2 separate regions of the Ovis aries genome follow, and region 1 is linked to region 2. The links are chromatin contacts, called in public Hi-C maps. All regions are on one chromosome and are shown on one strand. The core of a region is the stretch at or near the end of the contact, and the rest is flanking DNA. Distances in the headings are between cores, read along the strand shown.

Evidence for each region. A called contact is a pair of places that touch in the nucleus more often than the background predicts.
Region 1: a Hi-C map of liver shows a contact between it and region 2, with 7 times the contacts expected there. The contact joins the promoter of YARS2 here to the promoter of LOC101104224 in region 2. A contact is called at or near these places in 4 of 16 Hi-C or Micro-C datasets (hypothalamus, liver, omental adipose tissue and 1 more).

The regions. Positions count from the first base shown.
Region 1 is chr3:182,640,642-182,645,217 of ARS-UI_Ramb_v3.0, forward strand. YARS2 (tyrosyl-tRNA synthetase 2) reads left to right here and starts at 2,571. Exons shown (of 7, transcript XR_009599977.1): 1 at 2,571-3,375; 2 at 4,371-4,538.
Region 2 is chr3:181,735,762-181,740,298 of ARS-UI_Ramb_v3.0, forward strand. LOC101104224 (ALG10 alpha-1,2-glucosyltransferase) reads right to left here and starts at 2,417. Exons shown (of 3, transcript XM_004006737.5): 1 at 2,123-2,417; 2 at 660-857. The coding sequence starts at 2,305.

The sequences.
Region 1 (4,576 bases), core at 1,321-3,820, 910 kb after region 2:
ATACCATGACATGTGCTCAGGAAAATTTCTTGCTACACATACTGAACTATATATCCCTGATCAAAGTGGTATGAAATAAGAATGCAGCTAAATTGGTTATGATGGCAAATATTAAGATATGTTGAATAACAACATGAAAGCTAGAACACACCCTGCTTATTTTCTTCAGCACCAGATGGAACTGCAAATATTTTTTGAACCTGGTATCTTTTAAACTGAGGGAGAAAGATAATGATAGACATTCAATGATTCAACGCACTTTAAAATATCACTGTAATTGACAGAATGAATGTATAGATACAAAACCTGATTCAAGAGGCTGTCTTTTCCAAATAAACTTTTTTTAAAGAAATGTTTCTCTCTTCAAATGTTCATTTTCTTGAGGAAAATATTGCTGTGTCTTCATTTTAATTATCAAGATTCAATTTGGCCCTTGCTAATATTAAATAGAAACATTCAGTTTATGTGCTTTGGGGAAGAAAATTATGGGATCTGGGGTTATGTTACATAGCCTGATGAAACTCTATCAAAATTACTCTTTAAAATTTCTCATGAAACTCACTTCACTGAGAATTACATACATAAATAAACAAATTTTTAAAAATAAGATATCATTTTGTTAAATGACTTTATAATGTTAAGAACTGGAAAAGTTCCTCTAAGAACGGTTTGGAGCATGGCCACATGCCTGCATCAGGAGCAAGGCACTTCATCTCCCAGCTGCTGAGAGTATTGTTTGCTGATGGCTCATATCTGAGTCCTCTTCTGCATCTCACTCTCTGCCAAAGCTTTGCCCAGGGGCATCTCACCTTTAAGGAATGGTCAAAAACAGGGTACAAAAACACGCCCCCTTGCCTATATTCAGGTTGACATTGAGTGGAAACTCCAGATCCAGAGCTCCTATGGGGGTTGCCTGTGGCCTCCACTGCAATGTGTTCACAAATCAACTTCTCCCTCTGCTTCCATCTTTCCAGTACAGATGTTGTTCCCAGTAATTATGCACATCAATCTCCCATTGGAGTCTCTTTCCCAGGTAACTCGATTTAAGACAGTTGACATTGAAAGTCGTCCCAGAAATAAGATGCTAAAATGGAGTTTTGGAATTCCCCGTTGGCCCAGTGTTTAAGAGTCCATCTGACAGAGCAGGGGACACAGGTTCAAAACCACATGCCACAGAGCAGCTAAGGCCACACACCACAGACACTTTAGAGACCAAGTACTGCAACTACCGCACCCCCCTCCTGCAACTAATGAAGCCTGGCACGCTCTAGAGCTCTGCAACAAGAGAAGCTGCCAAAATGAGAAACTCTCACACCACAATGAAGTGTAGTGCCTACTTGCAGCAACTAGAGAAAGCCCCTGTGCTCTGTGTTCAGTTGCTTAGTCATGTCCCACTCTACAACCCCATGGACTTCAGCCCATCAGGCTCCTCTGTCCGTGGGATTTTCCAGGCAAGAAAGCTGGAGTGGGATGCCATTTCCTCTTCCAGGGAATCTTCCTGACCCAGGAGTCGAACTGGCATTTCCTGCATCGGCAGGCAGAGTCTTTACCACTAAGCCACCTGGGAACCCTCAGAGTAACACCATACACAGCAACAAAGACTCAATGCAGCCAAAAATAATAAATAAAATTTTAAGTGGCAGTTTTGGACTTGGGATCCCTGCCAGCCAGCTGCCAGTGAGAGGCCCATTCCTAGCCCAGAGAGGACTGATAGCACCTGGTTATTACTGTGGCAATGTGATTACTAATTTGAATTTCATATGGCTCAGTGGTAAAGAATCGGCCTGCAATGCAGCAAAAGTGGGTTCCATCCCTGGGTCTGGAGGATCCCCTGGAGGAGAAAATGGCAACCCATTCCAATCCCACGGACAGAGGACATTGGCGGGCTACAGTTCATGGGGGTTGTAACGAGTCTGACACGACTGAGCACTCAGATGCCAAAGCTGTGCCCCACTTGGTTACCTGTAATTGAAGTAAATGAATTAAACAGAGCCTTTTGCATTTAATTCATTAGATTATATATGGTTATAGCTTAGACAAGACTGCCACCTCCTGGAGAAGCTAATAAATACTGGTGACTGAGGCGTTCCCATCTATTTGGGAATCAGCATTAGGAAACTGCATCTCCAAGCCACCTCAGTATTTCTCCATGATGTTAAACCAATTCCTAACTTCTCACAACCTCTGTGAAAAAATTTTTCCATAGGGCCAAGAATTCAAAGAATTTGTGCATCACGACTTTTCTTAGGTGACAAGAATAAGTTTAAACAAAAAATAATATTTTAGAACTCTCAGGTCTTAATTCTTAATCCTCACATCAGCTCTCTGAAGTAGGAACTATTATAAACACATCCACGTTACCAAGGAGGAAAATAAGGTCTATGGAATTTACCGTTCCCGGACTTTCAGCCGAAACCCCACCCAGGAAGTCAGAACTCCAAGGCTGAGGATATCAGTAACTAAGTAACAGCTCCGCCTCAGTTGGGCATGCGCAGAAACACACTGACCAATTCTGTAGGAATTTCAAGAGGCGGGAACTGAGGGGTGTGGTGGGCCTCTAAGGTCCCAGCATTCCCTTCGTGCCGCCGCCAAGATGGCGGCGCCCATGTTGCGGTGCATTTACCGGAGTCCGTGGCTTGGTACCCAAGGCCTGTCAGGAGTCTTGCCCTTGGGGCTGCGTGAGGCCCACTCGGCCGCTCAGGGGTTGCTGGCGGTGCAGAAGGCTCGGGGTCTGTTCAAGGAATTCTTCCCCGAGAGGGGTACAAAGACAGAGCTCCCAGAGCTCTTCGACCGCGGCACGGGAGGGAAATTTCCCCAGACCATCTACTGCGGCTTCGACCCCACGGCCGACTCGCTTCATGTCGGGCATCTGCTGGCGCTTTTGGGCCTTTTTCATTTCCAGCGAGCGGGCCACAACGTGATCGCGCTGGTGGGAGGCGCCACGGCGCGCCTGGGAGACCCAAGCGGTCATACCAAGGAGCGCGAGGCGCTGGATGCGGAGCGCGTGCACAGCAACGCCCGTGCCCTGAGTCAAGGGCTAAAGGCCCTGGCGGCTAATCACCAGCAGCTCTTTGCAAATGGGCGGACCTGGGGCAGTTTCACCGTGCTGGACAATTCGGCGTGGTACCAGAAGCAGGACCTGGTGGACTTCCTAGCGGCAGTGGCTGGCCACTTCCGCATGGGAACGCTGCTGAGCAGGCTGAGTGTGCAGGCTCGGCTCAAGAGCTCCGAAGGCATGAGTTTGGCCGAGTTTTTATACCAGGTGCTCCAGGCCTATGATTTCTACTACCTGTTCCAGCATTATGGATGCCGGGTCCAGCTGGGTGGATCAGATCAGCTGGGCAATATCATGTCTGGATACGAGTTCATCCACAAGTAAGCGCCTGTAGGCCAGGAGAAATCTCAGGTCAAATAAGTTACACACAAATAGCCTGTAATGCGCTGTTAATATTGTGGAGTGACGTCGTTTGTTTCAGCCCTTTTATTTCCCCTGAGAGTCTAATGGGGTTAATTTTATATCACTGGCTAATGAGAACTAAAGTGCTGAATTAATGATATTAGGTATGGGATATATTCTAGAGCTCTGAAGGAAATAGACACCACTAGTCAGACACGACTGAGCAACTTCACTTTCACTTTCATGCATTGGAGAAGCAAATGGCAACCCACTCCAGTTTTCTTGCCTGGAGAATCCCAGGGACTGGTGGGCTGCCGTCTATGGGGTCACACAGAGTTGGACACGACTGAAGCGACTTAGCAGCAGCAGCAGCCAGGATTCAGATTGTATCTGTTTGCTACTTCTAAGAAGCCTTTTCTGTGTTTCTAATTTGAAAGACTGTTTATAACCTGACGGTGACTGGACCACCTTGAGTAGTTTCTGCTTTTGCTCTGCACCTTCCTTGAAGCTAAGTGTTAGTCATTGGTTGGCATTTCGAAAAAAATTTTTTCAACTCCAAATATTTGTGAATAATGTATCTTTAATGGCATTTTCTAGAGGGAGATGAAATACAGGGCTAGCTCATATGCTACTCATTTTAAAAATCCTCTAAAATACCTCTTTTAGTGTCTCTACCTGACCACACCTTTACCTAGTTTTCTCTCCTCTTTCCACCCAACCTTTAAAAATTTCTAGGCCCCAATTATGTGGCATTTCCCTTTGGCTTGCCCAGAGTCACTGGTTCAGTTGCAGTTCAGAATGACAAATGTCAAAATAGGGTGCTGTGAAAGCAGAAAGATGGACAAGAACCCTGGTTTAGAAGGTTAAGGAAGGTTTCTTGGAGCAAAAAACCACACTGAAATCTGAGAATGATTAGCAGAACCTGCCACCACTTGAGCTTGAAGCACATAATAAAGTTCTTCTTTATGCATAGGTTGACTGGAGAAGATGTGTTTGGAATCTCTGTTCCTCTAATTACAAGTACAACTGGAGCGAAACTGGGCAAGTCTGCTGGCAACGCTGTTTGGCTAAACAGAGATAAGACCTCTCCATTTGAATTGTATCAGTTTTTTCTCAGGCAACCAGATGATTTGGTAGAAAGGTGAGTTCTTAATAAATGTGTGCTGAGAAAAATTAAGT
Region 2 (4,537 bases), core at 1,167-3,666:
GCTCCTTCTCTGTATTCTTGTAGTGTTTTACAGCTATTGTTATCCCACAATTTACACTACTGGAATCATTTAAGTTAAAACTATTATAGTTAATATTTACTGATTCCTTACAATTACATCTGGCAATATTCTAGGAACTTCCCATTTATTAAGCTCTTTTATGCTTCAGGATAGTCCTGTGAGGTTGAGTCTATATTTTCCCATTTAACAAATGAAAACATAGAGTCACTAAGGGGTAACCTGCCCAAAGTAGCACAATTAGTAAGTGGATAAAACTCAAACCCACATAATTCACCTCCAGGGTCTGCATTCTTAAATCATAAAAACTGCACAGGTAACATCTGTTCCCCCTAATGAAGACAAGTTTTATAAGAAAAAGACTGCTTCACTTACCTCTGTAGTCTCAGTGCTTAACACACAGAATAAGCTCAATAAATATTTACTGAACTGACTTAATTCATGGAAATTTATATATTTTATAAATAAGTTATTTTTCAAATATTTAAACACAAACATCTTCTAAAATGGGGGTAGAAGACTTGCTTTAACTTTATAAAATATATACAAATATTGTTAAAAACATTTTCCACAAAATTTCATAAATTCACCATAATTGTGGACCTTCCTGTACATAAACTTAAATTATTCTGGAAACAAACCTTGTGTCTGGGTTGCACTTTGCGGAGAAGCAAGTATAGTAAATAGAAGTTGCCAACACTGAAGAGAAGGTTAACAAATCGGAGCATTCCAATGGAGCAGACAACATGTTCTGACCATCCAAAGATCCAACTGGCAGGTTTGACTACTCCAACTGACAGCAGGTATAAGCCAGGTAATGTAGTAATCATGGGGTCCCACTTAAAAACAAAAGGTCAACAACGAAGCAAAAGCAAGAAACAGATTATATTGATAAGACTGACACAGAAATGTCATCTTTACCAACAATCAGGCATCTCTGGGAAGTTATCCTATGACAGTTAAATGAGTCCTTTTAACATCAGGGCAAATCAGACACTTCCTCTAAAGAAGTCTTCCTTATTGTCTTTGGTATTTGCTTTCTGACTGTTAAAGTATCAGCAACCAGCAGTCAACAACTTAAACTCAGTTTCCAAGACATCCTCTTTGGAGGGCCTGTCTGTTGGTGATTGAATTGTAAACGCTACAGTTTTTAAAAGCCTGGAAATACCTGCTGGAACTCTGAAGGGTATGAAGAGAAAAATAAAGAGATTAAAGCACAGGGTCCATAATGACAACTACAATATACTGAGCCAATACTCTGTATTTAATCCTGTAACAAGCCCTATAATAGATACTGTGTACCATAATTTTCAGATGAGTAATCAGAAACTCAGAAAACTTCCAAGCCACATGAATAGTAAACATTAGCACCGAGTTTTAAAACCAGGTTTTTCTATAATTATAAACTATATTTAACCATACTCTACAATGCCTTCTCCCAAAGGATTTTTATATCCATATCTGCATATGCTGCTGCTGTTGTTTAGGCACTAAGTCCTGTCTATTTGTGACCCCACAGACAGTAAGTAGCCTGGCAGGCTACTCTGCCCATGGGATTTCTTCCCAGGCAAAAATACTAGCCTGGGTTGCCATTTACAAATACATATTCAAACACTTCACTGGTTGACAGTTTATCCAGTTTACAGAAAGCTGTTAAAAACACCAAGGGTGGAACTAACATATCTTGTCACTTCTTAGTGGCTGAAGATATCCCAGCCCTCTCCTATCCCACTCTCAAAATACACAGTGAGATGCTTGACAGGTGACCGAATGTGAAATTTTATTTCCTAGGAGCAATCCAACGCCTCTAATTCTGGAACTGGCAAAGAAAAACTAGGATAGCTTTCAATAGTTGCCAAAAAGAGGGGCAATAACTTAGCTCCCCATTAGTTAATCTCCCAGAGGATTTCTTGCTAGGAGACAAATCTGCCATTTATGCACTCATTTAGCAAATATTTTACAGATCTCAGAGGAACAAAAATTACCCAGTTCCTTTCCTGTTTGGAGTGAAGGGAGCTAAGGATAAAGACGGAGGAAATTAGCGCTGGGGCCAGATCTTCCCTTTCTAGCCAGTGTGAGCGTGCAGACAGGTTGGGGACCCCACCTGCGAGAGAGAGAAATGGCCCTCACAGTAGCGCTGCGCCTGCGGCAGGTGGAAGATCTCGTCCATGTAGGGCTCTCGCAGGGCCCGGCTGAAAGCAGAGAAAAGGAGGCAGGACACTAAAAAAGTACAGCTCAGGGCAGCCGAGAAATAGTAACCCTCTAGCTGAGCCATTCCTGCCCCCATAGCCAAGAACCTAGGCCCGGAAAATCTGTGCAGAAATCTCAAGTCCGCAAAGCCGAGTTTGACACTCGGGATCGAAATGGGCGCGCAAAGCGGGACTCGCCGGAGGGAATCTGAGCACAGCCGGAAGACAAAGGATGCCGGGAGAGCGCGGACGCGGAGCTTCCGGAAGGGTCGGGTTCACTGTTTCCTGAGTGACGAATTTAGGTAACGGACAGGGCTCTTACTCTGTCAATCACGTTGCACAGGGCGCACTGAGTGGTCAGAGCAACCGGAAGAGGCCGACCTCGGCGATCTGAGGGCCACTGACTTGAGCAGTTTGACGCTTTGAAATGAAAGTAGTTGCTTTTCCTGAAGATCTTTGCCGGCCTTTTTCCTGCTGTTTCCACCTCTTACCATCAGGAGGCGGTATTTCTCCATGTTTGCAATCCCCAAACTAAAAATGTGTGCATTTCCCCCGCCCTGGTTATTTTTCTTTTCTCTCAAGTGATCAGAATTACTAAAACGTTCAGGTCCAAGGCGTTTGATTTCGTCAACTTTGGAGGATGGGAGGAGGAGCTTTGGTTATGAAAGGAAAGATGGAGACGTTCACATTTAAAACTTGAAGGTCCAAAGAGATCCTTCACTATTCAGCGAATTTAGTACTAAGTAATTTTTCAAAATGTGAATACTCTGAACCAGGATTAATTTATATCAGCATTCACAGTGCATTCAGGCAAATTGTAGTACTCTATGGGAGTTGGGGAAACAGTGTTTTAGAAATTGGGGCGTTTTAGTTGAAAGGAAAGCGTCTCTGTGCCTGAAAGTTTGATGATTAGCATCTCTGCAGAAGCGTAATGTTTTCTTGCCAAATAACTAGGATGCGCATCTTAATGGGTGATATACTATGTACCATGTGTATTTGTAGTCCCTAGAATGCCTTTCACATATTAGGCACTTAACTTTGAAGACTGTTCTAGATTCCGATGACTTTACGCAATTTCAGTATTGTGGTTGGAGGCTGGAGGTGAAAGTATTTGAAGACGGCAATGGCACCCCACTCCAGTACTCTTGCCTGGAAAACCCCATGGACCGAGGAGTCTGGAAGGCTGAAGCCCATGGGGTCGCTGAGGGTCGGACACGACTGAGCGACTTCACTTTCACTTTTCACTTTCATCCATTGGAGAGGGAAATGGCAACCCACTCCAGTACTCTTGCCTGGAGAATCCCATGGACAGTGGAGTCCGGAAGGCTGAAGTCCATGGGGTCGCTGAGGGTCGGAAACGACTGAGCGATTTCACTTTCACTTTTCACTTTCATGCATTGGAGAAGGAAATGGCAACCCATCCCAGTGTTCTTGCCTGGAGAGTCCCAGGGACAGGGGAGCCTGGTGGGCTGCCGTTTATGGGGTCGCACAGAGTCCGACACGACTGAAGTGACTTAGCAGCAGGAGCTAAATTATATTTTTGCCTGACATAGCTCACAATGTTTTGTAGAAAAATTACCTCTTGGGTAACCTCAATTACTGTTGTTTTGGTGGGAATACATGAGAAATGAGTTAGGATTTGTTTAAAGTTGCAAACCTCAGGGTTTTCAGTTCAACTTTTTCTCTGGAGCAAAGCTAATTCACACGCTCCTATTTAAGCAACTTTCTCAAATTAAACTGACTGCCTCTCTATTCAGTCTCTGCCATTTCCTTATTAATAAGATGGGTATGAGGCGAATATGTGGTGGAATAAAAATATGTATAAACCACTGAAATAAAATCATGTCAGGATCCTACTTTGATATGATACTTAGTATTGTATTCCCTATTCTCTCCCGTTTTATTATTTAGTCCATGCTGTACTTAATCTGCTTGATATCATGTTATATCAGGTGATCTAGTCTTCAAGAAGTTGATGTGATCTACAGTAACTGACTCCAGAACCCATGACATTCTCAATCACCATATACATATTATAAGGGCACAAAAATAGTTTTTTCCTCTACTCTTGGTACTGAACTCAGGTCTGGCTGTTCGCAGCTCCAAAATCAATACGAGAGAGAGAGACAGACAGGATTGTTGCTGGAAAGGAAAGTTGTCCTCCGTCCCCAACCCCCTTCCCCCCCCAAAAAAAGTGTCCAAAGATTCTGCTTCATTATGAAAGTTTTTAGAAGTGTGAAATGGAGTATTTTCTGCCATATCAATAAACAAGATATTACAGCCATCAGCTATTCCAGCCCTACAAATGTGAAATTCTGAACACAGAGAAT